Regions from separate parts of the Zea mays genome. Here region 2 is linked to region 1. A link is a contact called in public Hi-C data. All regions are on one chromosome and are shown on one strand. The core of a region is the stretch at or near the end of the contact, and the rest is flanking DNA. Distances in the headings are between cores, read along the strand shown.

Region 1 (7,803 bases), core at 1,742-4,241:
TGAAAACATAGTCAAGTGAGGGTTGATGTAGTCAATCCGCTATGGAGTAAACATGCACTCGGGTTGCCAATCCCAATAATGCTCCATGGATGAAGTCATGCATTAATGTTGCCAACATTGGATGTACAAGGTAGAGGGCCCCAATCATGCATCAATCTCAAGAGACCAGCAGAGAATGTGTTGACAATTGTTGAGGTGCACATAACAGTAGGGTACGGTAGATGGTGCTAAAGCAGCCCGCGATTATCATAATAGATAGAGTAGGCGAGGATGCTGAAGACATGTGAAAGGGAATTAGGCTTACACCTAGTCCCTAATTAGTTTTGGTGGTTGAATTGCCCAACACAAATCTTTGGACTAACTAGTTTGCTCTAGTGTATAAGTTATACAGGTGCTAAAGGTTCACACTTAGCCAGTAAAAAGACCAAGAGTTGGGTTCAACAAAAGAGCAAAGGGGCAGCCGAAGGCACCTCTGGTCTGGCACACCGGACTGTCCGGTGTGCCACCGGACAGTGTCCGGTGCACCACCGGACATGTCCGGTGCACCAGAGGACTCCAACTCGAACTCGCCACCTTCGGGAATTTCCAGAGGCACTCGCGCTATAATTCACCGGACTGTCCGGTGTGCACCGGACATGTCCGGTGCTCCAAGGAAGGGCGGCCTCAGGAACTCGCCAGCCTCGGGTTTTCATTCCAGCCGCTCCGCTATAATTCACCGGACTGTCCGGTGTGCACCGGACTGTCCGGTGCATCTGCGGAGCAACGGCTACCTGCAGCGCATTTATTGCGCGCCAGCGCGCGCAGAGGACAGGCACACCCATGCTGGCGCACCGGACACTCTACAGTCCATGTCCGGTGCGCCACCGGACATCAAGGCGGGCCCAGAAGTCAGAACTCCAACGGTCGATTTCCAACGGCACTGGTGACGTGGCGGGGGCACCGGACTGTCCGGTGTGCACCGGACTGTCCGGTGCGCCATCGAACAGACAGCACAGCCAACGGTCAAGTTTGGTGGTTGGGGCTATAAATACCCCAACCACCCCACCATTCATTGCATCCAAGTTTTCCACTTCCCAACTACTACAAGAGCTCTAGCATTCAATTCTAGACACACCAAAGAGATCAAATCTTCTCCAAATTCCACACAACGCCATAGTGACTAGTGAGAGTGATTTGCTTGTGTTCTTTCGAGCTCTTGCGCTTGGATTGCTTTCTTCTTTCTTGATCCCTTCTTTGCAATCAAACTCACTTGTAATTTGAGGCAAGAGACACCAAACTTGTGGTGGTCCTTGTGGGAACTTTGTGTTCCAAGTGATTGAGAAGAGAAAGCTCACTCGATCCGTGGATCGTTTGAGAGAGGGAAGGGTTGAAAGAGACCCGGCCTTTGTGGCCTCCTCAACGGGGAGTAGGTTTGCAAGAACCGAACCTCGGTAAAACAAATCTCCGTGTCTCACTTGCTTATTCGTTTGGGATTTGTTTTGCGCCCTCTCTCGCGGACTCGTTTCTTTATTACTAACGCTAACCCGGCTTGTAGTTGTGTTTATATTTGTAAATTTCAGTTTCGCCCTATTCACCCCCCCTCTAGGCGACTTTCAACATGGTTTGCTACCAAGAAGTTGTGTGGAGGCAGACATGTCTACCCAAGGTGATGATCTGCCTGACAGCAACTTGTTAGGATATATTCGTTGTCACCAACATATAATCAAAGGCACACAAACAAAGTGATCCAGCAAGCACTTTCTATGGATTTAACATTTTCCACCTTGAGAAAGTTGAATTATATGTAGTTTTGTTTATCATCAACTTGTGGTTTAATTTCTATGCATCAAACAATGGCCAGCGTTCTGAGGACTGCTTTACTTTAACAAGTAAACAACAAATTTTTTTGGCAGAAAAGGACACACACATATCAGTATATTACTGATAATCAGCTGAGCAACTGAGATGGCAACACCAACAAGCTATTATAATTGTCTGAAGCCACGTCACATGCTTGATTCGAATGATGTGCAAGGCTTCGCCAATATAGGGGCAACTCAAATTGCATGAATTTTTAATGGTGCATTATTGGAAGTGAGAGTGTGTTTGGTGCTCCCAAGACATTCCTTGTCCTCACCTTTGTTTAAGCAAAGGAGAGTAGCTTTTTGACAATATGTTCAATCAAAGCTTAACTTTAGGGCAGTACAGACTGAGTACTAGCAAGTGGTTGATTGATGACTACACATGGTTGAAAGCCTCTGTTGATTTGGAAAATAATATGTGCTTGCTAAGCGCTTCAGAATTTTCAGAGCTAACTCGGGGGCAAAGGTGATAGCTCTGAAAATAAACTGAGCTTGCTAAGCAGCCTAACTCGGGGAGGGGTTGCTGTAGAATGGCAACAGCTAATGCACCAAGGATTCTATCCTTGTATCCGTGATCAACTGGTGACCTTCAACAGTTCAACTAAACAACTATTTCCCATCGTCATTCAACCTGCAAAAAGGGATAAAGCTACGGGGCCATCTAGCCGTCTTGATGCATCTTCGTGCGCCCTTCCTTGTCGGCAACGCAATTCACGAGACTGGCAGAGAGTACCCCAGATCAAGTGGGCATCAAAAGGGCTTCAAAAAAAGTGAACAGAGGGTTGTTTTTTCCCTAAAAAACAGAGGGTAGTTACGAATACGAACCATACGTTGATCCGTCGGCACACAGACCACTCGTCCGTCCGTGTGTCATCTCCATGGCGGCATGGCAGTTGGCAGTCGACAGAGCCCGTGTCATCTCCGTGCCCAGCGGGTGCAGCTCTCGGATCAGCACGAACCTCGCGGCGGCTGGCGGCTGACCCGTCGCCCTTGTAGACCGGTCGAACACATATGCTGTCCGAGGGAGCGTTTCGTCGAACAGGTGATGTGCGCGGTGGTCGACGATTCTTGGGCAGAGTTCTGTTAACACAGCCGAGGCGAAAATCATCCGAGTGGGTCATATTAGATTTGTACTGAGATAAAAGAACAAATGGAGAGAGAAAAATGGGTTATACAGTAGTACGCTCACGGACTTGTCACATTTTGTGACCACAAGAAATAGACCAAATGTTAAATATATAACTTGTATAATGAAAGAGTTATTTGAACAAATTTAATAATATAATACTTTAGTTATTTTTAACTAAAATAGAGAAGGAGTAGTTTATAGAAGACTTTATGATGTTATTATGTCACAAGTGTCGGACAACACACTACGAAATATATCATGTAGGACTTTTGGATGGTTGGCGGAGTCAACTATAAAAAGAGAGCTTTAGATCCAGAGAAATTTGTGGAATTAGATTGGTGCAAGCAATAAATATTGTAACAAATTAATCGGGCCGCCTAGCTTATATAACCTGGTAAGCGGTGGAGTTGAGGAGTCGTGCCACTTCAACTCTCTGCTCAGTGGACCGTTGCAAAATATGTTTACTCCGTTTTTTTAATAACATGCTCACGGAAGGTGTTTTCGGACCTTTAGCATTAGTCATTCGTTTATAACGTGCACACCGGACAGTCTGATGCACGGTCCGGCCAACTGGACGCTCTCGAGAATTCTAGCCTACGACAGCTATAATTCAACGGACCGTCCCCGCGAGGCGCCGGACAGTCCGGTGTGCCAGCCGCTAACGACTAGCTACCATGTAGGTCAGAGGGCCAATGGTCAAGTGGCGCACCGGACAGTCTCGTGCCCCACACCAGATAGTCCGGTGCCCCCAGAAGCGGAAACCAGCCAATCAGGGGATTCTCCAGTGCGCGTACTCTTCACTGTCCAGTGTGCACCGGATAGTCCGGTACACCTGCGGGCAGAAGGCAAAGAAAGCCTACCAAATGGAGCTCCAATGCCTCCTAGCTCCCTTGGGCTATAAAAGGGACCCCTAGGCGCATGGAGCAGAACATCAAGCCTCCATTGAACATCCTACAACGCCGAGACTTCGCAAACACACATTTGGTTCATTGTGATAGAGATTCGAGCACTTCTTTGAGTTGTAACTCCGCCGTGTTGTTTTGTGTGCTCGTTCTTGTCTTGTGTGCGTGTTGTTGCTGCAACTCTCGCTCTTGCGTGTGTTTCTATTCCTCCTTACTCGTGTATTTATTTGAGATCAATTGTGTAAGGCGTGAGGGACTCTAAAATTGTGGAGATTCCTCAGAAAGGGATATTGTTGAGATAAAGAGAACTGTTGTATTCAAGTTGATCTTTAGATCACTTGAAAGGGGTTGAGTGCAACCCTCGTCCGTTGGGACGCCACAACGTGGAGTAGGTAAGTATTCTACTTGACCGAACCACGGGATAAAAATCGTTGTGTCACATGTCTTTATTCCTGTGTGATTTTCTCTCTCTATCTACTTCATTTATATTATTGCTCTAAGTTTAAAACTCACCTTGTGAAGAGCAATTAAGTGAAGAAGTTTACTCCGCTCATACTCCTCACTCGAACTTGGTCTTAGCTTTCACTAATACAATATTAGTCCAAGTTTGTTTTGTCGAGCCGTTTTTTACAGGATCACCTATTCAACCCCCCCCCCTCTAGGTGCTCTCAATTGGTATCAGAGTCGTACTCTTCATTCAAGGACTAACTGCTGGAAGAGATGGATCTTAAAGGCAAGGGGATGGTGATCAATGACAAGGAGAAGGAGACTCTCTATGTTGATGAGCCAAAATGTGAAAAGCCCACCAACCCAGGCTCAAACAATAAGAAGGAAGATGGAAAGAAGAAGTGGTGCATCAAGAAGATCATCTACTACAACAGCGACGCCTCCTCTTCTTCACCAAAGGACGATGATGACGAAGACTCGTCCACGAAAAACAAAACGGTTAATCAAAATTATTCATTTGATTACTCTCACAATTCGTACAATTCAAATGCACATTTATTTTCTATTCCACTTGGAAAACCCCCTCACTTTGATGGAGAAGACTATTCTTTCTGGAGTCATAAAATGTGTAGTCATTTATTTTCTCTCCATCCTAACATTTGGGAAATAGTGGAAAATGGAATGCATTTTGATAGTAGCGATAATCCCATATTTATTAACGAGCAAATTCATAAGAATGCCCAAGCTACTACTATGTTGTTAGCATCTCTATACAGGGATGAGTACAATAAAGTCGGCGGCTTGGACAATGCCAAGTAAATATAGGACACCCTCAAGATTTCTCATGAGGGAAATGACGCCACCATGATCACAAAGATAGAACTGGTGGAAGGAGAATTTGGGAGGTTCGCCATGAAAAGGGGAGACGAGCCAACCGAAACGTACAACAGGCTCAAGACCCTGGTGAACAAGATCTAGAGTTATGGGAGTACAAGATGGATGGACCATGACATTGTTCGACTCATGCTAAGGTCATTTACCATTATTGATCCTCATCTTGTAAACCTTATTCGTGAGAATCCCAGGTACACCAAGATGACGTCCGAGAAAATTCTCGAAAAATTCGTAAGCGAGCGCATGATGATAAAGGAGGCTAGGTACATTGATGACATCGCCAATGGACCATTCCCACTCTACGAGCCGCAGAGTGTTGTCCTCAAGGCAACAAGCAGCAAGGAGACGCTACCTAACAAGGTGGCACAAGTAGAGGCTGCTGGACTCAACGAGGAGGAAATGGCGCTTGTAATCAAGCGCTTCAAGACCGCTTTGAAGGGACGCAAGGAGTATCTCAACAAGAATAAATCAAAGGGAAAGCGCTCCTGCTTCAAATGCAGTAAGTCTGGTCATTTTATAGCACAATGTCTCGATAATGATAATGACCAGGCACAATAAAATAAAGGGAAGAAAGAGAGGAAGAAAAACTACAGGAAGGCAAAGGGGAGGCACACATTGGCAAGGAATGGGACTCTGACTGTTCTTCATCCGACTCCGATGATGAAGGACTGGCTGACTCCGCCTTCAAAAGTCCTCCCTCTTCCCCAACGAGCATCACACATGCCTCATGGCTAAGGAGAAGAAGGTGCGTACTCGAGATACTCCTAAGTACACTTCTTCTAGTGATGAGGAATCTAATAATGATATAGACTATAGTGATATCTTTAAGGGTTTAGATAGATCCAAAGTTGATAAAATTAATGAATTAATTGATGCTCTTAATGAGAAAGATAGGTTGTTAGAAAAACAAGAAGAGATTCTTTATGAAGAACACGATAAACTTGTCAATGCTGAAAAATCTCTTGCTTTAGAGGTTAAAAGAAATGAAATTATTTCTTTTGAATTATCTTATTGCAATGAATCTATGTCTAGCCTTAAGAGTTTAAATGCTGATTTAAATGCTAAGCTAGAAAGAGTGAATATTACTAGTTCATTTGTGGACCATGTGTCTATTTGTAATAAGTGTAAAGATATTGATATTGATGCTTGCAATGCTCATGCTTCCACAATTCTTAAGTTGAATAATGATGTTGCAAATCTTAATGCTCAACTTAAGACTTGCAAGAGTGAAAATGATAAAATAAAATCTGCTAGAGATGTCTACACCATTGGTAGACATCCCTCCATTAAGGATGGACTTGGCTTCCAAAAAGGAACCAAGAACTTAACAAGTCAATGGGCCTCCAATCTCATCAAGGAGAAAGGGAAGGCTCCTATGGCTAGTAGCTCTTATTCTTCACATGACAAAAAGAACCATACCTATCTTTATGACGATGTTAAGAATGTTTCTAGTGTTGCTTATCATGATAGTTGTTATGATCATGTTTGTTGGGGGCCTTCCTCTTCTGAAGGTCCTCAAAAACGTGACTAATATGTTTTTCAGTGTAACACAGACTGATACAGGAGGCTTTGGCTTTGGGATGAAAGCATGCAAATATGGAGATACAACCCAGGAGTAGGATGAACGGGCGCCGAAGCTGTGGCCGAAAAAGCTTCGGCTTTAGCACAACGATGAAGGTGGTCGACGGAACCGACCTAAAGGAGAAAAGACTACTTGACCCTTGACGGTCTGCTTTATTGTTAGCAGTAAAAGTTAGGGACATGAATGTAATTTTATCCGAGCTTCGCCCTGTGCCTATAAATAGATGAACAGTAACACTATACTGTTCACGTTGTGCGGTAATAACTCTCGCGCCACTCTCACGTTCACGCCTTCTGACAAACCGAAGGTATCAATAAAATATGAATATCATGAATATTTACCCATGTTTATGAATGTAAACAATTTATCGATATATCATCATTATTTGCATTCTTTTGTGTTTTATGTGTCTTCATTTATACTTGATTATTGAGGTGATGAAGGTATGTCCTTCATGACCTTCGTCTGAAGATCATTATATCCGAAGGGAGATAATGTTCTGAAGGACGAAGGTCTCTAATCATTAACAATTCTGTTGCTTTGTTCTTGGTGTATAACATCTGAGAACAAGGACCAACATTGGCACCCACCTCCGGTGAACTCATTCGACCACTTTCGGCAAGCATCGACCTTCGTCATGCCGTCGAAGAAAACAGCAGTGCCAGGGGATGCACTGCAGCCACTGGACACTAATCAGGAGACGCTACGTGAAGCTAGGAGCCCAACACCTCAGGAGGAGGAACTGGATCAAGAGATCAAGGATCTGGAACCTATCCATCAACAGGTGCAAAGGAAGAGGGAGAAGATGCTTCGGCTCGCCGACCTCCAGAGGAAGATCGATGAAGCCGCCGAAGAGATGTGTCACCTCACTCAGGATGACCAAGACCGAAGGCCCCAACACAGGGAGCTTCGCCAAGAAAATCCATTCAATGATGATGAATGGTACGATGACTTTCATCATGGCAATTTTGCTTTTGATGATGCTTCTCCCTTGGCAGCAGAATTGCA
Region 2 (7,803 bases), core at 1,357-3,856, 170 kb after region 1:
GGTCATGAAAGAAAAGGACATAACAGCTGCAAAAAGAGAGATGCAGTTAAGCTGGATCCTCGCTATAGCTTGTGCTGGTAGCGCGCGACCTCGACTTCGTTGGGGAAGAATCCCATTAGGCAGCCAACTGAGTTCTAGTAGGCGTACACGAACCCTCCCATGACCCCGATAGGCCCACCCGTGACCATCGACGGACCCCGGATCCCCGGCTTGATCCCTAGACGACAAGCGTGGGTCCGAGCTACTGATAGGGTTGAAGTGGGAGATTAGGTTTGGGTGGGGATCTACGAGGGGAGGGGATCTATAAGGGGAGTGGTCTAGGAGGGGAGGTGAGCTGGAGAGGTAACCAACAATGATGGAGATCGCGAAGATGGTGGAGAGGTGCATGTAATCGAGCACAGAGAAGTTGTCGACCACCTTGGTAAAGGTCGGGTTCTGGTCCACGACCGGGTACTCTAGCTTCGTTGATGCAGTGATGTCCGTATTCATCGAGGGTGTGCGGAACCCTCCGATGATGCTGGCTGCGGCGTCGGTAGAGACGACAGATTTGGTTGCGAGGAGGAGCTGGATGGGATCGTTGTGGCCTACGGGATAGGTCCTTCTCGGCTTGGTGTTCTGTGGTAGAAGTTGTGTGCCTAACGAAATAAGCTAGATTGAAGCCCATCATTTTAGGGCCTATTTGTTTACTGACGCTAAAGTTTAGTAACTGTCACATGGATGTTTGATGCTAGTTAAAACTTAAAAGTATTAAATATAATCTAATTAAAAAATTAATTACATAAATGAGAACTAAACAATAAGACCAACCTATTAAAACTAATTATTCCATGTGCTCATGTGATGCTACAGTAAACTTTTGCTAATCATGGATTAATTAGGTTTAAAAATTTTTGCTCCTCATTTAGTCTTTAGTTTTATAGTTTTTAATTAGATTGCATTTAATACTTGTAGTAGACATTCAAACATCCAATATGGCATGTGCTAAATTTTAGTCCTAGAACCAAACACCTCCTTAGTACATGGTCCAAAGCCATCTTTGTAAACTGACGTAGGAATTAGCAGGAGAATTCAATTTATACCATTTCTAAATAGGTGGATCTAAACAATACCATTGCTAAGATTAGAGGTCTATGATATACCGATCCTAAACTACTCTGCCTTCAAACAATACCATGATAGCTACTAATCCCCATCTTTCCCTATAATAATCAAGTTTTAACATTAAGTTTGTCATAGTTGAACCAATTTGCCCCCTCACTATACAAACTAGTCGCTTTGATTGCATCACAAAAATTATATTTCATGAAATTCCAAATTATAATCCGAGTAAAGGTCAACACAATGTTTTAATATTTAAGATGCATCTAATTTAAATATCTTGCATTGTGCAAAGGTTCCAAAAAGGAACACTGCGACACTTCTTAAACAAGTCATTCATTTTGATGTTGACTCACATCCTTCTTGAGACAACACTAACAGACATCTTGCTGCAGTTGATGTGGTAGTGCTTGATGACCCTATGATATCTTAAGACAACACTAACAAACATCTTGCTGCAGTTGATGTGGTGGTGCTTGACAACTGCAGCAAGATGTTTGTCAGTGTTGTCTCAAGAAGGATGTGAGTCAGCATCAAAATGAATGACTTGTTTAAGAAGTGTTGTAATGTTCCTTTATAACTTTGCACTATGTCATTGGATTGTGAACTTACTATTGTGTTGTAGAAATGTTTTGTTACCGTTTATGAAATATTTAAATTAGATACATCTTAAATATTAAAACATTGTGTTGACCTTTACTATTATACATTGGAACTTCGTGAATTATAATTGTTATGATGCATTCAACACGTCTGGTCTCTATAGTGAGGGGTGTAAATTTGTTCAAGTACGACAAACATAGTGTCAACACTTGATTAGTATAGGGAAAGATGGGGATTAGTGGCTATCATGGTATTTTTAAAGGGGTAATAGTTTAAGAGTGGTACATCTTAGACCTCTAACCTTGGGGTTGTTCGCTTCGTATTAAAGTCGATTGTTTGGACTACTGCAACTGTAATTCATAGAGACATAACACTGTAGAAGCAGTAGAAGCCAATATAGATTAGAGCCAAGCAAATTGATTACTTAGCAGTGGTATTGTTTAGGGCAACAACTAATATGCAATCATGCCTTATATGCAAGCGTGCAATCAAGTCTCTTGGTCCATTAGATTATAATCTAACTGTAGACTTAATCATGGTTTATTAGGGGGTTTAAGTGTTAAATGTAATACATGATTGAATCATAATCTAACGGGCCAGAAACTTCGCTTGCATGTTGCACATAAAATCTGATTGCATATTTGTTGTTGCCGTTGGAAGTGGTATTATAGATTGAATTCTCCTAAGAATTGGCCCATGAATAATAATATGAATTTACATGGGCCAGATATTTGATGACCGTAAATGGTCTGGGCTCACAACCTCCGTCGATGGGCTAGACTGGTTTAATGACCTAGGTGGGCCACAGTAAGATAAAGCCCGGTCCATGACAGCTTCATCGGAGTTTGCAAAGCCATCCTCGCCTTGCTTTCTCCGCCATCCTCTCTGCTTTCCACCACCCTATACCAAACCAGCCAAAGCCCTCCACTCCTCCCCGCCTCCGCCTCCGACGTCGAACATTCTTCTCCAATGGCGACGGCCCCCGCATCCCTCTCGCTCTCCGCCTCTACCCTGCCCACCCGGCTCCGTGCCGCAGCGGTGCTGGCGGGCATGCGCTGGAGGCAGCCGCAGCGCGGGCGGATGGTGGTGCGCGCCAAGATCCGGGAGATCTTCATGCCGGCGCTGAGCTCCACCATGACGGAGGGCAAGATCGTCTCCTGGTCCGCTGGAGAGGGTGATCGCGTCTCCAAGGGTGACGCCGTCGTGGTCGTCGAGTCTGACAAGGCCGACATGGACGTTGAGACCTTCCACGACGGCATCGTGGCGGTGGTCCTCGTCCAGGCTGGCGAGTCGGCGCCGGTGGGCGCGCCCATCGCGCTGCTCGCGGAGTCAGAGGAGGAGGTGCCGCTCGCTCTCGCCAAGGCTCAGGAGCTCTCCAACGGGCAGCCGCAGCAGGCGCCTCCTGCTCCGACGGAGGATGCCGCAGCGACGCCGCCCCCTCCTTCTGCTCCGGCCACTGCTCCCACGCCGGTGGCCGTGGGTACGAAGGGCATTGCCAGCCCGCACGCTAAGAAGCTGGCTAAGCAGCACAGGGTGGACCTTGCCAAGGTGACTGGCACCGGGCCGTATGGTCGAATTACGTCGGCAGATGTCGAGGCGGCTGCCGGAATCCAGCCGAAGTCAAAGCCCGCTCCTGCTGCTGCTGCGCCACCACCTGTGGCTGCACCTTCAGTGGGTGCGGTGCCTCAATCGGCAGTTCTACCACCGGTTCCTGGCGCGACTGTTGTTCCATTCACTACCATGCAGGCTGCAGTGAGCAAGAACATGGTGGAGAGTCTGGCAGTGCCAGCATTCCGCGTTGGGTACCCCATTATTACTGATAAACTCGACGAGCTGTATGAAAAGGTAAGGATTTGAAGCAGGGCACCTTGAGGCTCCTTTGTTTTCCTTAGCCTGCTTCCTGATTACTAATTAGACTGATTTGATTTTGACAGGTTAAGCCAAAGGGAGTGACAATGACAGTGCTGCTGGCGAAGGCTGCAGCCATGGCTCTTGCACAGCACCCTGTTGTCAATGCTAGCTGCAGGGATGGAAAGAGCTTCACATACAACAGTAACATCAACATTGCAGTGGCTGTGGCAATTGATGGTGGCCTTATTACACCTGTTCTTCAGGATGCTGACAAGGTACGTACAATCTTTGTGATAAATTCGGCTTCAATTCGCAGTTTTAGCAAACAAGTTCATCAAACAGCTTGTTGAATGTTACACTGTAGCTGGATATATATTTGCTCTCGCAAAATTGGAAGGATCTAGTGAAGAAAGCACGAGCAAAACAGCTCCAACCAAATGAGTACAGCTCTGGTATGGAATTCATGGCATTGCATAGTGTATTAGATTGCCTTTGCAAATCTTCTATGAACATGCTTACCTGAAGATTATTTGCAGGGACTTTTACACTGTCCAACCTGGGTATGTTTGGTGTAGATCGGTTTGATGCAATCCTTCCACCTGGCCAGGTGGGCTTACTTCCTTTTCTTCCTAGTCTATGTAAACTGTAATATGTATACAAAGATTAATATTCGAGTATCAATGAGTGCAGGGAGCTATTATGGCTGTTGGAGCCTCGAAACCTACAGTTGTGGCTGATAAAGATGGTTTCTTTAGCGTCAAGAGCAAAATGCTGGTTAGTTGTGTACCTGATTGTAATAGACATCTGTTATTTGCATATAATGTATCAGTATGGTGAAATGTTTATAGTTTTACTTCTACATCCTACCAATTTTTTAAAATGTATTCATGACATGTAGTTATTATGTCGTAGAGGTTTGTCAGATATGTCATCTGAAGTGTTTTTCATGGTTTAATGCCATTAGTTAATTATGATGACAAGATGTCCAATAGTATTGCATAATTACAGTTATTGTCTATAATAATTACTCATGACGTTTCAAAATGTAGGTTGTTCTTGTTTTTCCCTAAGTGAAACTTTTCTACCTTTGACCAAGTTTAGAAAAAAAATGCACTGATATCTACAACACCAATTTAGTTTCATACTTTCATTAAATCCACCATGGAGTATGTATTGATAATGCATTTATTGCTAGTGTAGATGTTAATATATTTTCTATAAGCTTGGTCATAGTTGGAGAAGTTTGACACAAGACAATGCTAAAATGACTTGCATTTTGAAACAGGAGTAGATTTTATTCTATGCTTCTGTCTAAATCATAGAAATAGATTTGCTGGCCTAAGATAAGTAATTTTGCAATGAAAAATATACAATTCACTAGTACGGTGGTACCAAGCACCACAACTTGTAGTCAAAGTCTGTTTGAGTTGTATATTGGTGGTTTTATTGTGTGGAAGTATCATTGCCAGCTAGGAGTTGGGACTTCTTTGGTTGATTGCCATTAGGAATGTGTTAGTAATAATTCTTGTGTTGAACAGATTGTTCTGGACTATACTGGCAATATTTCGCCAGAATTGTGGCTATGGCATAGTGGACATAGAGTATGAAATTACAGCATCAGGGCATTTGTATTTAACTAAGCTGTTTGAACATTTTTTTAGGTCAATGTCACTGCTGATCACAGGATTGTATATGGGGCTGATTTGGCAGCATTCCTACAAACTTTTGCAAAGGTTATTGAGGATCCTGAGAGCTTAACTTTGTGAGATCTCTTGAAGAGTTATGATCTTATCTATATGCCCATAAATAGTCTGGTTGCAGTTGGAGTTCTGTTGTTGATCTCCAGTTTTTGTATCTTTGAACATTCGACATGATTTATCTGATCTTTTTGTGCTGGTTTGTATCTCTCATTGTTGTGGATCTTGTTAGTATACCGTTGATAAAAGGGTAGACCCAGTGCCAAAGGCTACTAGATAAGTAGGGTTTGTGAAAGGGATAAACTGAGACAAGCCTTCTCCCTGTAAATATGGAGAGGCTGTTTCGAAAACCCGTGACCTGGTGAATGAGTGAGTGAGATAGCTCTCACCACTGCACTAGGCCTGCCCTGTACCATTGATATTGTGGAATTATTGGAGAGCAATAAATTATAAGCTGTAGATAGTTCTGCAGATTTTGTATCTAAAATATGGTTTATGTCCCTTTTTCATTTATCTTATGGGAAGTATATTTTCTTGAAATTTGTAAAGCGGTAGAGGTCCCCCGGTGCACTTAAACTGGCATGTAAATGGACATGGTACTGTTTTGAAGTGTACTGGCGCAGTGGCCCTGCCTTGCTGTCTTTGGAGTTTGATTTTTTTTTTAAATTTATTAGCAAAACGAAAACATACAAGAGTACAGGTTATATAGGATGCTCCAGAACAATAACATGGTCAGCATTAAGTTGTGACTTGTGAGTATATTCAATGAATTGAAAACCATGCAACCAAAACACATCATCATCCTAATACAATTCTGCATGTGTACAAACTCTCCATAACTGATACAAACCCATCATTAAGCCAATAACTATACACACAGTTCCACAAAAATGTTAATTTGTTAATGTCCAACTGGTTAATGTGAAGTCTGATCATGAACGTATTCACCTGAGTGGAAGCACTATGTTCAGAGGTTGCATGTGCTTTGAACCCCTCATTTCTCGGCACACCCTATCTAGCAAACCGAGAAAATCCCTCATGATGACAAATATATGGAGGAGGTTGCACTCGTTCTTGCCAACCTCTCCATGATAATACTCTGTGAGTTCTCTGACCTGCTGTAGGACCTCAGCTTCGTCAACCTTGAGTTCCAGCATGGTATTCTCTGCATGAGTTTGGAATGATCTCATGCACTGCAGGAAATTCTGGTTCCTGTCATTGCAGGTAAGGTCCTTCCCGACAAGCCTTATCAATCGAGCCAGTCCACGTGATAGATTCGAGATTGAACTTTTCAAGGTATCTAAATCTATACTTGCTACCTTCTTGACATTGCCAAGCTCATTACTTAACTCTGAAACAAATTCTGTTCCCATTTCCGAACACCCTTCTCTTTCTGCCAGTGTGGCTTGACAAGATCCAGAAGTTCCACTGGGCTTATCTGAAGCCTTTGATCCCTGCGATCGCTCCATCTCTTGGACGACAAAGTGCAGGAGGGTTGTCTTCCCGTCAGCTCCACGTATATCTGACAGCTTCAGCAGTGCGTCAAGTCTGAAAGCATTTGCCCCTCCTCTTATAGTTCCAACATTCATTCTGTTTCCAGTCTTGAGTACCGCTTCAAGTAATCTTAGAAACAATTTGCTCGACCTGAGCTCGCTGCAGGCTCCCTAGTAAACAAAGAAGCAGTTGCAGCTTCAATAGAGTGTTTCTATCTTTTTAAATTAATCAAATAGCTCTACTTACTCTAATCAGTGCAAAGGACATCCTGAGATGGGCAACTTCGTCGTCAAAAGTTTCCTTGTACAGCATCGCCTCAATTCTTGGAAATGACATCGGTATTGTCAGCAGCACCTTGACAAAGTTCTCTGCTGGATCCAACATGTTGGTATCCCCGCCATAATCAAGTAGCTTCTTCTCCTCTTCCTCGGACGGTCTCATCTTGACCAGCGCTTCCAGTTGTTGGGTGGACAGTCCAGCACCTGTGATTGTCAAGACAGGACAGTAGGTTCATCTGGCCATCGTTTACCTGGCAAGTTTAAATCCAAATGCAGCAAAAAATATACCTTCCGTTATAGAGCTGCAGACTTGTTCAGTGCTAGCGTTTAAGGTCTTCAAGAGTATGGTAGTATTTTGAAGCTTGTGGTGCTCGATGACATGTTTGCTGGTAGCTAGAATCTTGCTCTTGGGGTCCTCGTTTTTTGTTTGCCCTTGAAAGTTGTATGCAAACAATGACTCGATCATCTGTTCATCAAATCTGCATAACGTATGCTGTTGTAAGATGTAATAATAATAGGAGATGAAATGACAATCTAGATGGGAATCATTTTTTGTAGCTTACTCAAACGCAAAGGAATTGGACTTAATGTCATTCCACACCATTGAGCGGTTTGGAGCTGCCCTTACTTTGTCCCAGTGCAGAGGTTTCAGCCTTGGAAGGGGTAACCCATCTGTGCCGACTTGTAACTGAACCGGCAGTGGAGGTGGCAACGGAGGCTGGCCAGAGCTCTGGCCTTTATTAAGACTTGAAGTAGGCTTGGTTGGCGGTGGAGGGGGTGGT

Evidence for each region. A called contact is a pair of places that touch in the nucleus more often than the background predicts.
Region 2: a contact with region 1 is called in a Hi-C map of ear, with 2.1 times the contacts expected there. The contact joins the promoter of LOC100272519 here to the promoter of LOC103643286 in region 1. A contact is called at or near these places in 3 of 25 Hi-C or Micro-C datasets (ear, leaf and tassel).

What each region holds. Positions count from the first base shown.
Region 1 is chr1:219,428,151-219,435,953 of Zm-B73-REFERENCE-NAM-5.0, forward strand. LOC103643286 reads right to left here and starts at 2,992. Exons shown (of 7, transcript NM_001369877.1): 1 at 2,667-2,992.
Region 2 is chr1:219,602,128-219,609,930 of Zm-B73-REFERENCE-NAM-5.0, forward strand. LOC100272519 reads left to right here and starts at 2,607. Exons shown (of 6, transcript NM_001146988.2): 1 at 2,607-3,546; 2 at 3,636-3,827; 3 at 3,917-4,004; 4 at 4,089-4,159; 5 at 4,243-4,326; 6 at 5,214-5,732. The coding sequence starts at 2,671. The coding sequence ends at 5,318. It overlaps LOC100384238, which reads right to left. Exons shown (of 4, transcript XM_008647831.4): 1 at 7,585-7,803; 2 at 7,310-7,500; 3 at 6,990-7,225; 4 at 5,968-6,913. The coding sequence ends at 6,194. It also overlaps the pseudogene LOC118476122.